Linked DNA regions of Columba livia: region 2 is linked to region 1. Evidence: chromatin contacts called from public Hi-C data. All regions are on one chromosome and are shown on one strand. Each heading gives the region's core, a stretch centred on a gene start, on an enhancer-like site or on the middle of the called end of the contact. The rest is flanking DNA. Distances are from core to core; before and after follow the strand shown.

Region 1 (7,876 bases), core at 4,049-6,548:
GGTTTGGGGAGATGCTGGGATTTGCAGGAGGTGTCGGTGACCGCTGGGGCGATAGCTGGAGAGGACTCACCTCCGACGTGCTACAGGTGATCCTGCCCCTGACCTGTGGCCCATTAGTGCAGCTCCTGCCAGAGTTTTGTTTGCTAGAAGTGTTGCTGTTGCTTGGGCTCCAGATGATGGGGAGACTGTCTTGCTAGGGAAAAAGGAATAAAAAACCCCAAACAAAACCTAAAAAAAACCCTACAACAAACCAAATAAAAAAAAAAAAAACAAAACCAAAAATCAAAAAACCCAAAATGAAACCTAACAAAACCCAAGCAAACTAACAAAACCCAAACAACAAGGACAACAACAAAAACAAGACCAAAAACCGGAACAAAACCCAAACCCACCGAACTGATTAATTGGACTCCTACTGAAATTTTTATATCTCATTGGGGTGGTGGGAAATGGAGCTTAAGAAAAATCCCCTTTGTTCTCCCTTGCTTTTTTTTTCTATGACCATCAACATATGAAAAGTATTTTGATACTACAAGGAAAACAGGAAAGCATGTGATTCTGTGCTCAATTTAGATATATGGGACTGATTTTTGTCAATATGTTAGGGATTAAATTAGGGCTCTCCAGAGCTGAATGCACAAGCTGTTTAAAACACAGGTTGAAGATCTTGGATAACAGAAGCTTGTAGCCTCTCTGGATTAGGTTCTGTTTTTCTATAAGATCTTTCCCTCAAAGTATCTTTGCAGCTTGGCATCACAGGAGCTGATAGGGCAAGTGAGGTGTGATCCTGCTTCTTCATACTGGAAGTACCACGTAACACTTTGCATTGTTAATACCAGAAATAGTGGCTATGAGTGATGCAGTTTCTGTCAATAGTGTGGTGAGATCAGTCATTTCTCTTCAGGAGAGCAACCCACCTTTGAAGTACCCATTCGTTTCCAATGGTGACTGGAGCACTTCAGGTTACCATATTTGTAGCAACGCATGTGTGTCTTTCTAAATTTTATCAGGTTTTGTTCTGGGGTTTTTTTGTTTGTTTTTTTTTATGTTTGTATTGGTCTTTGCCCTAGCGACATTGTTCATGTATGTGACACTGTCCCAGCCCTGGCTGCAGAAGCCCGTGGTGCCAGGACTACTTCTTGATGAGCTGTGCTCAAAATAGCAGGGGAGGGGGATGGTTTATCTGCTTTTCCCACTGTCTCTCCAGTGCTACAAGTTAGAAGGGTGTCTTGCTCTGCTTTCACAAATAGTAGGGCTGAACTTGCTGCCTTTGACTCAGCCCTGGTGGGAGGGACAGAGATGGTGGATGAGGTCCCATGTGCTTTCACAGTTGCTGTCCCCATTTTTCTGGGAGAGCTCAGCACAACCCCTCCCAGCAGATGAAACTGCTGGGCAAGCATGAAAGTTCTCAGTGTATCCAGAATGCCGCTAACCAAGTGGAAACTTGAATTCAAGCTACCCATCCCTGTAATTGGCATTTTTGTTTTGTGAAGCAGTGCTTCAGCTGGGTCACTTGCTAAACAATGTCTGAAAGATCATAAATCCCAGGTCCTTGTTTACGCTCCCATTGCTATCTTGCTCTCCTTCCTGCTAATCAGCCAGGAAGGGTCTGTGGAACTTTATTTGGGTTTGGAGCAGGGCTGTGGTTTTGAGATTCCGGGATGCTGAATCCCGTCCCAGGGACAGGCTTGGATGCTCTCCTGCCTTGGAGCCTCTGCAGCAGGACACTACTGAGCAGCCTGATACTCCAGCCTGTTGCTCTTTTCCTTGGGTTAAAACTGTGGTTGCCTTCTGCTATAACTGCTGAGCAGCTGCAGTGCTGTGGTGGTGTGCATGTATATATATATATACACGTATATATAGATATTCTGCTATAAATAGTCTAGTTAAACATTTCCTTGACCCAGCATAGAACAAGTGCTTGTCTCCAGGTGGTCACAGAAATAAAGGAAGTGAGTTTCAAAGCAATATAGTGATTAAGCTTTTTCTTCCTGAATGCTGCACAAAAGGTTTTGCCTTCAAGAATGGATCGTGAGGACATTATTTTAGAGAATACATAGAGTGTTGTAGCTGTATGTGAAGTTATCCTGTTATGATTGGTATTGTGCAGACAAGCAGGCAGGTTGGCTCCTGTTTTTAAGAACTGTTTCTGAGATAGCAACACTTTGAAGGAGGTCAATACGGAAATATATTTACAAATGCATTCATGTTTCTCAGTGCTTCTGGAAGTAATAAGCAAGTTTCTGAACCCTCATTTAGGTGAAGTTCACCTTTCCATGAGGAGAGAGGGGAAACTGGGCCTTCTGAAAACTGTAAATATTTCGAACAAGTGGCTTTAATGTCTGAGCTAAACTTCAGTCTGTTCTTTCTGCACTGTTTGGCTGAAGTTGGGACTGAGTTTTCCTTGGGGACATGGATGGGAGGCTCCCGTGCAATCCTGCCCCTGCCCTTCTGTTGCCCACCCCTTTGTAATGTTCTTGTTGATCTCATTTCCAGCTGGGCTCTTGCCACTGTTTTATACAAACCAAATGCTCAAGCAAAGGCAGCATAGTTGGACTTCTTGTTGAAAACTTGTACCCCTGCCTGGCTCAGAAACTCCTGGAAGTTACTGTAGCTCTCCTGGATGGATGGGTATGGCAGCGATCAGCCTACTTGAGTTAGATCTATTGCTAAAGACAAGACCTTTTGTGCCTCCCTCCCACCGCCTTCTTCTTGAAGTGGTATATACCTTTTTTTCTGGGTTATATAGGGTCGTTTTAGTTGGTCCCTTTGCTTTTCGTTATCTGAAGGTCTATGCAAAGAGGTCTTGGAAAGACAGGAGGTGGAGTAAGATTCTGCCCTGCACTAATGGCCTTGAAACCCACTGTTATGCAAGAGGCTTTACAACCATTACTGGTCAATAATTCACTTCAGTGATTAAGGCTTTGTGCATTACGTTGATATCAGCTTGGCACATAGCAAGGTATTGCACTTTTAGTGCATTGCCCTTTGAACTGTAGTACTAGTAGCTAATATTCTTCATCAACATTTGGACCTCATTGGTGTAATCCTTGTTGTGGTCTTATTGCTCCCAGCTATAGATCTTCCCTTCCTACCTGAGCTGTGAAGTTGCTTCATGCCTTCTATCAAATAGCATGCCTTGCTTAGTCTTGGCTTTATGTAGGAACTGTAAATATTTTTTTATAAATTTGGAAGGACAAGGTGTTTTTATGGTTTTGTGTTGTGTGGGGTTTTTTTGTTGTTGTTTTTGTTGTGGTGTTTTTTTTTTGTTGTCTTTTTTTTTTTTTTTTTTTTTTTTTTTTTTTACTAATTCAAAAATTATTAAACTCGGAAGCAGCAACCAACTTGATAATAAGAAATCTGAGTCAAAGCAAAGACTGGCTTCACAGCATAGAGATCGGTCTGCTACTAGTAGCTGTTTTTTATGGGCTAGAAAATGTGAGGCAGCTTACTAATTAACAGTGTAATGAGCTGTATGGTGAAGATTGCACCCTAGGGACCTAAAGGCTATGGGTGACAACTTGCAGTATACGTGTGAGCGGTATATTCAGCTTACATCACCTTTCTGCATGCTGAAAATAGTGCAATAGTCAAGGGAGCCCCTGAAGTCAGTCTCTCCAGTAGGTCCATCCTACAGAAGATTTTCTGTTGGGGTCTGAGACAAAAGGAGCTGTTAGAGGGGAAGCCAACAACTGCAGGCATGAGCTAAATACCAGGAAAAGCATCAAGGTCCCTTGAGATGAGATTCTGGACTAGTTGAACACAGCTGGATTTGTAGGCCCACTTGTACAACATGATGAGCTACATGCCAAAATCTTCTACCTCCAGCATCTGGCAGAATGTCCAGATGAGATACCAGCGACTCCTCAAAGATCCTTGTAGGCTGGGCTGGGCCTACAGGCTGCTGCGCAGGTTGGTCTGTGACTATACCAGCTGTGCCTTGATGTCCCAGCACCGAAACCTTTCTGATAGTGGGAGGTGACCCGCAGATTAGTGGTGTGGGACTGAAGAGCCACCCAGTGGCAGTCTCCCACAGCCTCCCCAGCAACCAGGAGTGGTTTGCAGCAAACTGGTCCGGACGGTGGTCAACAGTTGGCTAAATGTCTATGTGCTATTTGGAGCAGGTGATGACTACAGTGGTATAACCCTTTCTTCCATATAGGTGGAAGACACTAAGCAGTCCTTGACCTCTGGTTCTGCATAATTGCTGGTCTTGCTGCTGTCCATGGATTTATTTTTCAAGCCACATCCTTTTTGCTGTTGTAATCTTATTTTACAGATTACACCAATTTTATTAGTAATCTAATAGGCTTCTTCTCTAGGCAAGACACTGGTGGTGTTTGGCATTAGAGATAGCTCTCGTTTGCTGTTGGCTTTTTTAAAATCAAAATGAGGTACAGTGCTTGGCTTTGGTAACAGTATTTATGTTTTAGTATTTGGCAAGTGAGTCTTCTCAGGGGAAAAGTCTGGCTTAAGTAGCTGAAAACTTTGCAGAGCTGTCGCTGCTGCTCATTGTGCAAAGAATTTATCATTGACAGAAAATGAAAAGGCTTATGATGAACTTGTATGAAAATATGAACCTCTCGTGAACAAATCTGTACTCCTGTCATTTGTATTGTGGTACCATCTGCAGTTAACATTTTTCTGCTGTCTTTTAAAACTTTATTTCTTCTGTATATCAAAAGACCTTAGTACAAAGAACTACATTCCTATTAAATTGCAGGTTTTGCAAATTAATCTGAAGTTTATTCCATGAGGATGCAGCCCACATGAATGTTTTACATTTCTCAATTATAAATGTGTCTAAACTGATGTTGTCAGAAAATGGATTAGAACAACTTCCCTGTTCAGAAATTTTGGGCAGTCACATGTGTTCCTCAGCAGTACAATTTCAGTTATATAGCACTATTTCCTTGAGTAGTGACTTGCGGGCTTTTTGGTCTTAATCGACCTTCACCTCATGCTGTTGTAATTGCCCAAAACAAAATGTTTTCTTTGGGGTGTGATAGGTGCAAGGTGCACTTCATGGTGAGTTAGGTGGAGCTGCAAAACTGGCTTATTCTCCACTCCAAGTTCCTTCTACCAGCTTCTGCTTTGGCTCAAAGATGACATAGCAGGAAGGATGAGAAAGTGCCCCAGAACTGGTGATTCCCTGCTCAGGCCTGAGACCTGTCTGCAGGGCTGACTGGAGCAAACCCTGGTGGCACCGCAAACACCTGCAGCACCTTCAGCACTGGCTTCTGCCCTGGGAGGTGCAGTACATCTGGCAACTGTTTTTTCAGTGAAAGTGCAGAAAAGGTTCCCTTGGTCACCTTTAGTTTCTCTCTCCCTTTACAATAAAACCCACCCAACTCCAGACTCCCCATTGCCTGTGATCACAAGGGAATAACGTGTTCATTTTTTATTTTTTTTTTTTCCACATGTCCCCTCTCCACACCCACCTTTTGTGTCTTTCGAATTTAATAAAGTGGGTGACTCAGTACTAAATATAAAGTCTGCTTCCGGCATCATCTGCCTGTGGCTCATTTCCTGGAGCTGACATCAGTGGAGCCTCCGATTTCCTTACGAAGTAGTGAGACACAAGATATCCTTTGCACGGTGTTCTGGGCATACTTGCTGTCTTCTTTGGTGACTGCATGGCTCCCTGCTCTAGGCTGTGAATAACTACTCAGTTAATTACTAAGCTGATAGCTGTTGGAGCACAGGGTAAGTCAGGCAAGTCCTCAGATCTATGTTGCACTGCAAAAATCATACTTCGGTTTGCAAGTGTTTTTTAAATAAAGACTAACTTTCAGTCCCTGCTGCATATGCAATTTTTTTATTAAATAAGCGTGAGCCTGACTAATGTCTTGCTTTCTTCCTGATGACAGGCTCACTGAAAGAGCAGCTCAGGAAGCTTTTAAGCAGGAAATCTAGCAAAGATGGATTTTTTTTTTTTTGAAAAAAAAAACACTGATAAATTGAGGACTTAGCTCAAATGCTTGCTCCTCTGTTGTCAAATCCTTCCATAGCTGTTTACATTGATGGAATGTACTCTACAGTTGGTTGTGACTGAAGGCAAAGGCAAGAAGCTTATAAAAAAACACAGGGGAGAGTGCTTCTATCCATCTGTGCACAATTTATCTTTAAAAGAGAATGTGGACAGAACTGGAGGAGAGGAGCATCCAGCACATGGTAAATGGTCACTGATCCTAGTCCAAAATGGGGTAGTGGCTGGCCACTCAGCTTTGCTCTCTAGAGCCTTGGCTCGTAAAGTGTGGTGATTTCTTTCTGATAGACTATTTGGGTTACCTGGTTTCTCTTCCAGCTAGTTACTCCTTTGGCTCTGTCCACGCTCCTGTCTTCGGGAGGATGCTCCCAAAAATGCTTGTTATGCGGCACCAGAGCAGGCAGAGCCAGGAAGCTGAGCCACCTTTGCTGATTGTGGACACCCAGCCAGCTGATGCTCTGCTGGCTCTGGGATCTGCTGGGGCTGGTGTGGCCCAGCCCAGCCCTCTGGCCATGGGGGTTTCTCTAGCATGGGGATGCTGGAGGGGGCCAGCTTGTCCTACACCCCCTTGACTGGATGGCAGTGGAGCTGGCTGTATCCCAGCAAACAGCTTTTTTAGACAGGAGCTAGAGGTGCCTGCAGGCAAAAAGCCTTCCCAAAAATCGCTAGGGCTGGTGTAGAATGCCCAGGGACTTAGACATTGCTGTGGGTTTCATTAGTTGCCTTGTCATGCTAATATTGGAAGATGTACATCTCTTGGTGTTGCTAACTAGAGGTGGAAGAGACTACTTCTGGAGTGGGCAGGAAAGCTGGGTGTCCAGGAGCAGGTGGCTGTCCTCTTCTGGGTGGTGGGACTCGCTGGAGAGAGCAGTGGGGTTGCACAGTCTGCTGCAGCTGAAGGCCAGCACGTTGCATGTGCTCTCTTCCTGCCCCAGACCTTTGCCAGAGGGTCCATTCTTGGGGGCTAGTGGTGAGAGTGACAAGGTGACTCCTGGATTTACCCTCTCTGCTCCCTTGTCACCTGGAAGGCAGTGTTTGCCACTCCCACAGCTGTTGCTGAGTAACCTCTGGAGGGCAAATACGTCTTAGTGGCTTCCCAGTGAAACTTGGCAGCTGGAGCTGGGGAGGAGATGTGTCCTTGCGTAATGGTTTGCTGGAGGGATCCTGTCAGTGTTGCATGTCCTCCTCACGTGTAATTTTCAATCCTGATGCTCCATGCGGGAGACCAGACATCTCACCTGAGTAGAATAACTTCTGAGCATCCTGGACGTCTTGTGCTTCCCTAAAAGGTTTTCTTAAAGAGCAAAATACACTGCTATGTTAGCCTGATTGTAAAACTTCCTATTTTGGAAGAGTATGGGGAACGGTGTGTGCCCAGCTATGCTGGAGGAAGTGGGCAGGGAGTGCCCGGGGAGCTGCCTGCCCGCTGCCTGCCGTCACCACACCCCAGCACAGCAAGTCTCGGGGCATGACGTGCAGATGAGTGGGTGCTTGCACTGTCAAAGTGCTATTTTAGGTTTGAGTGTAATTGCAGGTTGGACCAACAGGATGGATTTGGAGTATTTGGAGAGCAGAGTGCTTTTAAAGCAAAAACTGGCTATTGTTGATATTTTGCAAATGTGGAAGATAGGTATTTCGTGTGCACTGTGTGTGCACCAGTTGAACTTCTCCTCATGGTGGAGCCCCTGAGGATCTGTGCTGACTGGGGACAGCGGGTGGCAATGCTCTTTCCCTTCCCGGCAGGGGGAACAGTAGTAGCTGTTAGCCCAATAAGATGTTTTACACTCACCTACAGAAAAAGAAGTGGGGGCTGGAAGACCCATGTGCTGGTGGTTTTTAGGTGTCTGCCTCTCCAGTGTGAATCTTCAACCTGCACACCTGCAGGTG
Region 2 (7,201 bases), core at 3,170-5,669, 65 kb before region 1:
GCAGTGATGGCCCCTGACAGCAATGTCACCGCTGCCTCAGAACACTTCATTTCTAATTGCTCCAAGTCATTATAAATTGCTGTGATGTAGGAATCAATGGTATAGGATCAATACATGTGTCTAACTGCTCTGTGGTTTGTATCGACGAGGTTCTGCTGGATGGTGCAGGGGTTTAACTGTGCTCTTGGTGCCCTCTCCCATGTACTGCTTTATGTCTGATTTATCCACCCCTCTGACTATGTGTGCACATTTCACTGGTATAACAACTTGGAGAATGTCTGCTTCATTAGGACTACAGAAGTTTATCATGTGAAGTAATTAGGTTTTAATGCACTGTGCCTCCATCTGAGGGAGCGCTTTCCTCGTGCTCGACACTTTGGCAAACTTCAAAATCATAAACAGCCTTAGGGAAAAATGTAAATGCAAGATGGGCTCTGAGTGTATATGTACTGAGCAGGTACATAAAATAGCAGAAGGTACCCCCTTCAATATATGCAGTAAATAAAGATATGTCAAGGTAAATATATATCTATATATATATACACACACATATAAATTACAGTTCAGTCTTCACTTATCAAGTTCTATAATGTGGGCACTCAGAGCTATTCCAGGCTGCTGTGAGGTTGACTTCTGGATGCTCATGTCACTCGTGTACCTATATCAAAAGGATTTTCCATTTCACAGTTAGTTCATAGCAATATGAACCCTGACAACGGATTGACAGGTTTCCTGATGCGAGTGTTCCTGCCTTTATTAGGAATCAGAATTATGGAATTCTTTTCTATATTCTTTCAAATCAAATGATGTGTTTGTCACTCCTGCATATAATAAGAATGTTAGTGAAACACTGGAGAGATAAATTATTTAATATTCTGCAAAATCAATTTACTTTTCTGGAATAAGTTAATACAATTCTTGCATCATTATTTATATAGAGACTCCTATAGCATATTAAGTTAAGCTTGTAATCTATTTGCAAAATTGTAATCATAAATCAAGTTTTGAAGGATGCTAAAATAAGAGTTTATTTTCATAGGACCTAACCGTTTTAGAAGAGGGTTTGGACAACAACAATACAATCGGAGGCAATTCAGGAATACTGTGCCCGGTCCCAGGAGAAGAGCAGCTGCTGCATTAAATGGAGTGAGCCCTTTAAATCGCCAGACATCAGTTCAAGAGGTAGGGGGTAAGGAAGGTACAGCTGTTCCCAAATGTCATGTAGCAATCAGCTGGATTTTATGATCCTGGATCACCCCAAAGAGCAATCTACATAAAAAATTTACAGACATCTTTTATATGCCTGTGCACAGCATTTATATGCATAGGTGAGTACAGACACATGCATATAAAATAGCAATTTTCCAGTTGGTTTTATAAGCTTATGACTTGGCATATTTTTACTGAATCAATTCCTATGGGTTTTACAAAAAAGATTTTTTTTAAATGTGTTCTTAAAAGATGTAAAAGTATTTCCATAAAAACAAATTCCATGTCATCTCACTATTATCATTTAGAGGAGTTATGTTAAGATTCACCATTATTTCTCCTTCACCCAAAGCATTTTCCATGGTTCAGTGAGGTCAAAGAATAGACTGTTGTTGACTTCAGGTGACTTTGATTCAGAGACATACTTTTCACTAGCAAGTGGGGATCTCCCCAGAGACACAGATTCCCAGTGCTATGACAGCCATGAGTCAGATTGCCCACATTCTTCAGCATAAAATGCATATTTTTTTTTATTAATGGCTTTCACTTTTTCAAATTTAAATGTTTAGACCATGTCTTTGCTCGAAAACACTTTAAATAAAATGTTTTCATTTAATTTTTAAGCTATTTTTAAGACTCAAGAGATGGGATGGAAGGTCATGAAAGTGGTTCTTACAGCTTCCTTCTGAGTACCACTGATATTAAAGTGACTTGGTGTAGAAGGTGGAAATCAAGCAGGTAGATAGTCCTTTGTAAGAGGGAGTTGTTTTTTGCCACACTGATGGAAATCCACTCAATTAGGAGGTCACATATGCCCAGTAAGCTTTTAAAAGATCAGCAAAGTGGTGAACATGATGGCACATTTAATGGCTATGTCTGGGGGGTATAAATAAGAGAACCCTAAACTGAGCAGGCATGTGCATGGAGAGTGGTTATTCCTGAAAATAAAGACTACAGTGACTCAGATATTGAGAGTGGCTGGGTATTAACAGAAAGTAATAAGCAGTTGCTAGGAGGCATAATTCTACTGTAGCTTCCATTTTACAGAAATAAACCAAGTGGGGAGAATGTGGAAACACATCTCAGTTAGTAGGTAGTAACAGTAATGGTGGTTGTCCCACAGAAATAAATGGGATGGAGGCTTTGGCAGTTTGTGTAGGTAACTGCAGGAGGACCTGCGCTGCTGAGGTGTCTTCTGATGTGCTTCATGCTTCAGGGCTTGAACCAGGCAACTTCTGTGTCCAAACAAGAAACAGTCAATGGCTGAAAAGAAACATGAACAAAACTGTAATGCTTGGTTTGTGAGAGGTTTGCTCTCTGTAGACTATTTTTTTTTTTAAAATTTCTGCACCATTAGAATGAAACATTCTTCCTGGTACTCATGCTTTCGTGCTCAGGAGCTGAAGCACACACACTGATTGTTGGCAACAGTGTATACTGAGTCCAAATGTTGAGACTACAGCAACACTGCTTGGTAGAATTATTCCTGTTGTAGGTACAAAAGGCCATGGAAGAGACCAGGTTTTAATAGATTTAGCAAGGAACCACTTTCCCATCAAGAAAATATCAACGACGAAAATAACAAAAAAAAGCACTTGCAGAGTTCTTTTGTTGCAAGACTGCAGAAGGAAAACTGGTTGGGAATGAGAATACAGGGAATGCAGAGCAACAGTGCAGGGCTGAGCCCACCTTGAAGCAATTGCAAGTGACACTGGACACATCCGAGAGCAGTGAAGGAACTGCTGCGGTGTCAGCATCACCGCCTGCACCTTGGAGCAGGCTGGATTTTCCCCTAGACAGAGCCAAAGAAAATGCCAGATAAATGCACTGGCTCTTCAGACAGCGGCAGTCAGCGGAGGGAAGGACAGTCGGTCGTGTGCCATTGCTCACACTCGCTCCTTTGTTGTGCGAGGTTGCAGCACGAGTGGCAGCTGCTGAGCTCTCACTGCTCTTTCAGGGAAACAAGAACAACGATGCTTTCGCCAAAAGCAGCAGCAATGGGCAGCTGGAGGGACGGCGATGGCCACCCCCAGGCCCCAAGAGATTCAGAGCAGCTGCTGCCAGCACCAGTGCCCCAGTGAAAAGGTAAAATATTTTGTATTTTGGGCTTTTTTGTTTTTGATTTTTGTTTTTTGACTCCCTGTGCAGCTCCTGGGGCTCTGCTCTTGGTCTGCACCAGCTGGGAAGGGCTACGGACGTGTGCTAATGCAATGTGAGAAAAATACCCCTGGGTATGTTGGGAAAGTACCTGGAAATAAAGCAACCTTACGCTGATAGTTAATAATTCAGGTATAATATGTCATTTTATTTTAGAAAGCATGGAAAATGTGACCTTTATATTTTTATTAAACATTTTCCTCTGTCACTTTGGTGAAAACTTTTGATGGGTGAAATAGCATTTATTTTCATGAAGACAGGAAATACAGATTCCAGCCATAAGGAATAGGCAGGGAGAGGGAGTCTGTCCTGGTGAGGGGCTGCAGGAGCAGATGCTGCACCCCCGGAGCTGTGGCAAAGGTTGCCAGGCACTGGGGACAGTCTCGGTTCTGGCTCATTGTGAGCCCAGAAGGAAGCTCCCTCGCAGTCCTGTCGTTCTCAGCTCTGAGTAGAGCAGGGACTGAATGACCTCCAGAGGTCTCTGCTGACCAGATTTTTTTCTATTATTTTCTTCCACGATATTTTTTTTTTTAATGATCAGAGTTCAGAACAAACAGAAGCTGTTATTTCATTCGAGCAGAAAAATTAGTTCCTCAGAAAGTCTTCGCTGACAGAAAAACTTGTTGGGCTGAACGAGTGAACTGTGTGGTAACACACAGCCTCATTTGCTTCTCATCCTGCTTTTTAATACCACACTGGATTACATATTTTAGCATAAAACTTTAGGAGAGACCTGTGACGATATTCGACGATGTCCTTTTCTGTCTTCTCCTATACCAGCAGGCCTTTCCTGCTAAAGAGGGGACCAGCCTTCCAGCAGAAGCAGACGCAGCAGCGGTTCTCCAAAGCCAACTTTCAGAGAGGGGTCAGTATTGAGACATTTTTTCTGTAACCTGCTGATGGTGACAAGCCTTCCGTTCTACCAGCTTTTGCCCAGTTGTATCTTTGCTTCCAAAAGTAACTGGGGGAGATGGATCACTTTTACAATTAGTATGTTCAGAGGAAAGTATTTGCAGGACAGGCAACTTGTAATGTAGCTTAATATTCTGGCAGCTGGAAAATAAAGCCTAAGGAAGTGATAAAAGTAAACCTTGCAGCTTATACAGCAGCGCAAGCAGGGCAGAGTAGAGCCACCCCATACACATCCCCGTGCCAGCAGGAAACCCAAGATTAGCAGATTCCTTGACAACATGCAACAAAAGGGCTATTCAGATACACCAAATGAAATAGTGGAAAAGGAATCATGGTTTCTGAGAGCTAATTCTTGAAGTAATTTTTTTTTGTTAATATATTTCACAGCAGATGGATGCTAATAGAGAAGGGAAACCACCAAGGAGGAGAAGGTAATTGGTGAACAAAGGCACGCTGCAAACACGACGTGCTCTTTCATGTTCGAATCGAAGCTGGATACATCTCCCTGTCTCGGCAGGTGGCAAGTGAAGCCCAGCCCTGGAGCAGTTCTGACGGTTTCTGTGGCTAATCCCCAGGCGGGCCAGACCGGCACGTAAGTAAATGAGATGATTTGTTAGGATGCAAGCCCTACAAAAGCCATTGCCAATCCCTTTAGCATTATTGCAGCTTCACTTCTTCTATAATGAGTGCACAATGAATGGTTCAGACCAAAAATGGTTAGCAAATGATGTCTCGTTCCCTTCCTGGCATATCTGAAAGGAGATGGTAATTACCATACAGCTCGTTCATTATCTAGAGTGAGGAGAAATGGAAGCTCTGGCAGCATGTGGGAGGTAGCAGGCTGGTTGTGCTCACTGTGGGGTGTCACAGGGAAGAACCCATGCAGCCTAACGGGACACGTCATGCTCAGTGTGTAAGGGGAACACAGAGGCTGGAAGGGGACAGCTTCACCCCTGGGCTGAGCTGGTGCAGCTGTAGGACCCAGCACCCAGCTAAGGGCAGAAAAGAAGGGTGAGTGAGGGCACTTGGCATCTGCTGCACACAGAGAGCATCCCATGATAGACTTGATGTGACACAGTCCCCAGTGCTGGAACTCTGCCCGCACAGCAGCTCTCCTGGCAGCCTTTACACAGAATCACAGAATGGTTGGGGTTGGAAGGCACCTCTGGAGATCATCCAGTCCAACCCACCTGCTAAAGCAGGTTCACCAGAGCAGATTGCACAGGAATGTGTCCAGGCAGGTTCTGAATGTCTCCAGAGAAGGAGAGTCCACAGCCTTTCTGGACAGCCTGTTCCAAGGCTCTGGCACCCTCAAAGTAAAGAAGTTTCTCTTCATATTCAGATGGAACCTCCTATGTTTCCATATGTGCCTGTTGCCCCTCATCCCATTCTTGGGCACCACTGAAGAGAGTCTGGTCCCATCCTCTTGACACTCACTCTTGAGATATTTATAAACAATTATAAGGTCTCCTCTCAGCCTTCCCCAGGCTGAACAGACTCAGTTCTCTCAGCGTTTCCTCATAAGAAAGATGCTCCAGACCCTTCATCATCTTTGTAGCCCTCTGCTGTACTCTCTCCAGTAATTCCTTGTCCTTCTTAAACTGGGGAGCCCAGAACTGGACACAGTACTCCAGATGTGGACTCACCAGGGCAGAGTAGACGGGGAGGATAACCTCCCTTGACCTGCTGGTCTTAATGCACCTCAGGTACCATTGGCCTTCCTGTCCACAAGGGCACATTGCTGGCTCATGATCAGCCTGTTGTCCACCAGGACTCCCAGGTCCTTCTCTGCAATGCTGCTTTCCAGCAGGCCAGCCCCTAACCTGTACTGGTGCCTGGGATTATTCCTCCCTAGGTGTGGGACCCTGCACTTGCCTTTGTTGAATTTCGTCAAGTTCTTCTCTGTCCAGTCGTCCAGCCTGTCCAGTCTCTTCAGACTCACCCAGGCTGCTGTGAGATATCCTATGGGACATACAGGGCGTGCAGGTGTCTCCTTCACTCCTTGCTGACTTGCAAACGATAGGAAGCGAGCCGCCTTAGCATCCTCAGTGACTGCAGATCTGTGCTTTTCCCAGGCCCAGATCCAAGCGCCCGTTCCTGCGACGCCAGAGGCCCCCGCTGCACACAGCCAAGCCCCAGCCCAAAGGAGTGCCGCTGAGATTCAACTTCCGTGCAATGGCCAACCAGGTAGAGGATCATCGTCGGGACAGGCAACACCTTGCACCCTGCAGCAGCCCTGCCACTAAGCTGTTAACATCATGCTCAGGTTTTTGGGGCTGCCAGTTGGGTTTATCTCGCATAACCCAGGAGAAAAGTCCTGTAGCCGTGCTGACTGGGCTGCTCACAAAACTGAAGGCGCCTGAGAAGACTGTTCAGCAACTACAAACTCAGCCTAATTTTCCCCAGTCTGTTGGCACCTCTTGGCCTGTCCATGTGCTTGCCCAGAGCAGGGAGATGCTGCTTGTAAGTGGTCCTGGCCAGGGGGGACTGTTTCACTGTCAGTGCTCCCCACTCCTCAGAGACACATGGCACTTCTGGGCTTTGCTCTCTCTGCTTTGGTGACCTCAGTGCCACATTTTACACTGAAGTATGGTGCAAGAGCCCTGGGGCAGGTCAGAAATCCTGCTCCACCTTCTTCATTGCCAGCGTTTCTTGTCTGGATGGTTTGGTTTTACTTGATGCCTTGTGCTCAAATGCCATCTGCTTGCTCCTGTTCTTGCCAAGGACACCCGGTGTCTTGGGGCTGGGCACTGCTTGGAGGTTTTCCAGCCGCACACAGTCTGTCGAGCTCCTTGTCTCCATGTGCTGAGTGGTTTAATTCACTAACTGGCTGCAAAGCACCGTCCTGACTGATGGGCTCTAATCAATACCCTGCTACAGTTTGGCTGTGCTTTGCCATGACACATGGGACTGACTCGCTCTC

What was found. A called contact is a pair of places that touch in the nucleus more often than the background predicts.
Region 2: a Hi-C map of liver shows a contact between it and region 1, with 4 times the contacts expected there. The contact joins two enhancer-like sites. A contact is called at or near these places in 2 of 2 Hi-C or Micro-C datasets (crop and liver).

What each region holds. Positions count from the first base shown.
Region 1 is chr12:8,067,498-8,075,373 of bColLiv1.pat.W.v2, reverse strand. All of the region lies in intron 1 of PLS3 (plastin 3), which reads left to right. Among named protein-coding and RNA genes, the nearest start is that of PLS3, 15 kb to the left of the region's middle. Within about 2 kb of position 5,298, at least 1 of the 3 cell types and tissues checked has an H3K27ac peak away from gene starts, as active enhancers do.
Region 2 is chr12:8,131,984-8,139,184 of bColLiv1.pat.W.v2, reverse strand. It overlaps LOC102096298 (UAP56-interacting factor), which reads left to right. Exons shown (of 9, transcript XM_005500475.3): 3 at 1,040-1,182; 4 at 3,167-3,294; 5 at 4,147-4,231; 6 at 4,666-4,709; 7 at 4,796-4,870; 8 at 6,354-6,465. LOC110357462 (a long non-coding RNA gene) reads right to left here. Exons shown (of 3, transcript XR_010475662.1): 3 at 2,346-2,472. Among named protein-coding and RNA genes, the nearest start is that of LRCH2, 19 kb to the left of the region's middle. Within about 2 kb of position 4,419, at least 1 of the 3 cell types and tissues checked has an H3K27ac peak away from gene starts, as active enhancers do.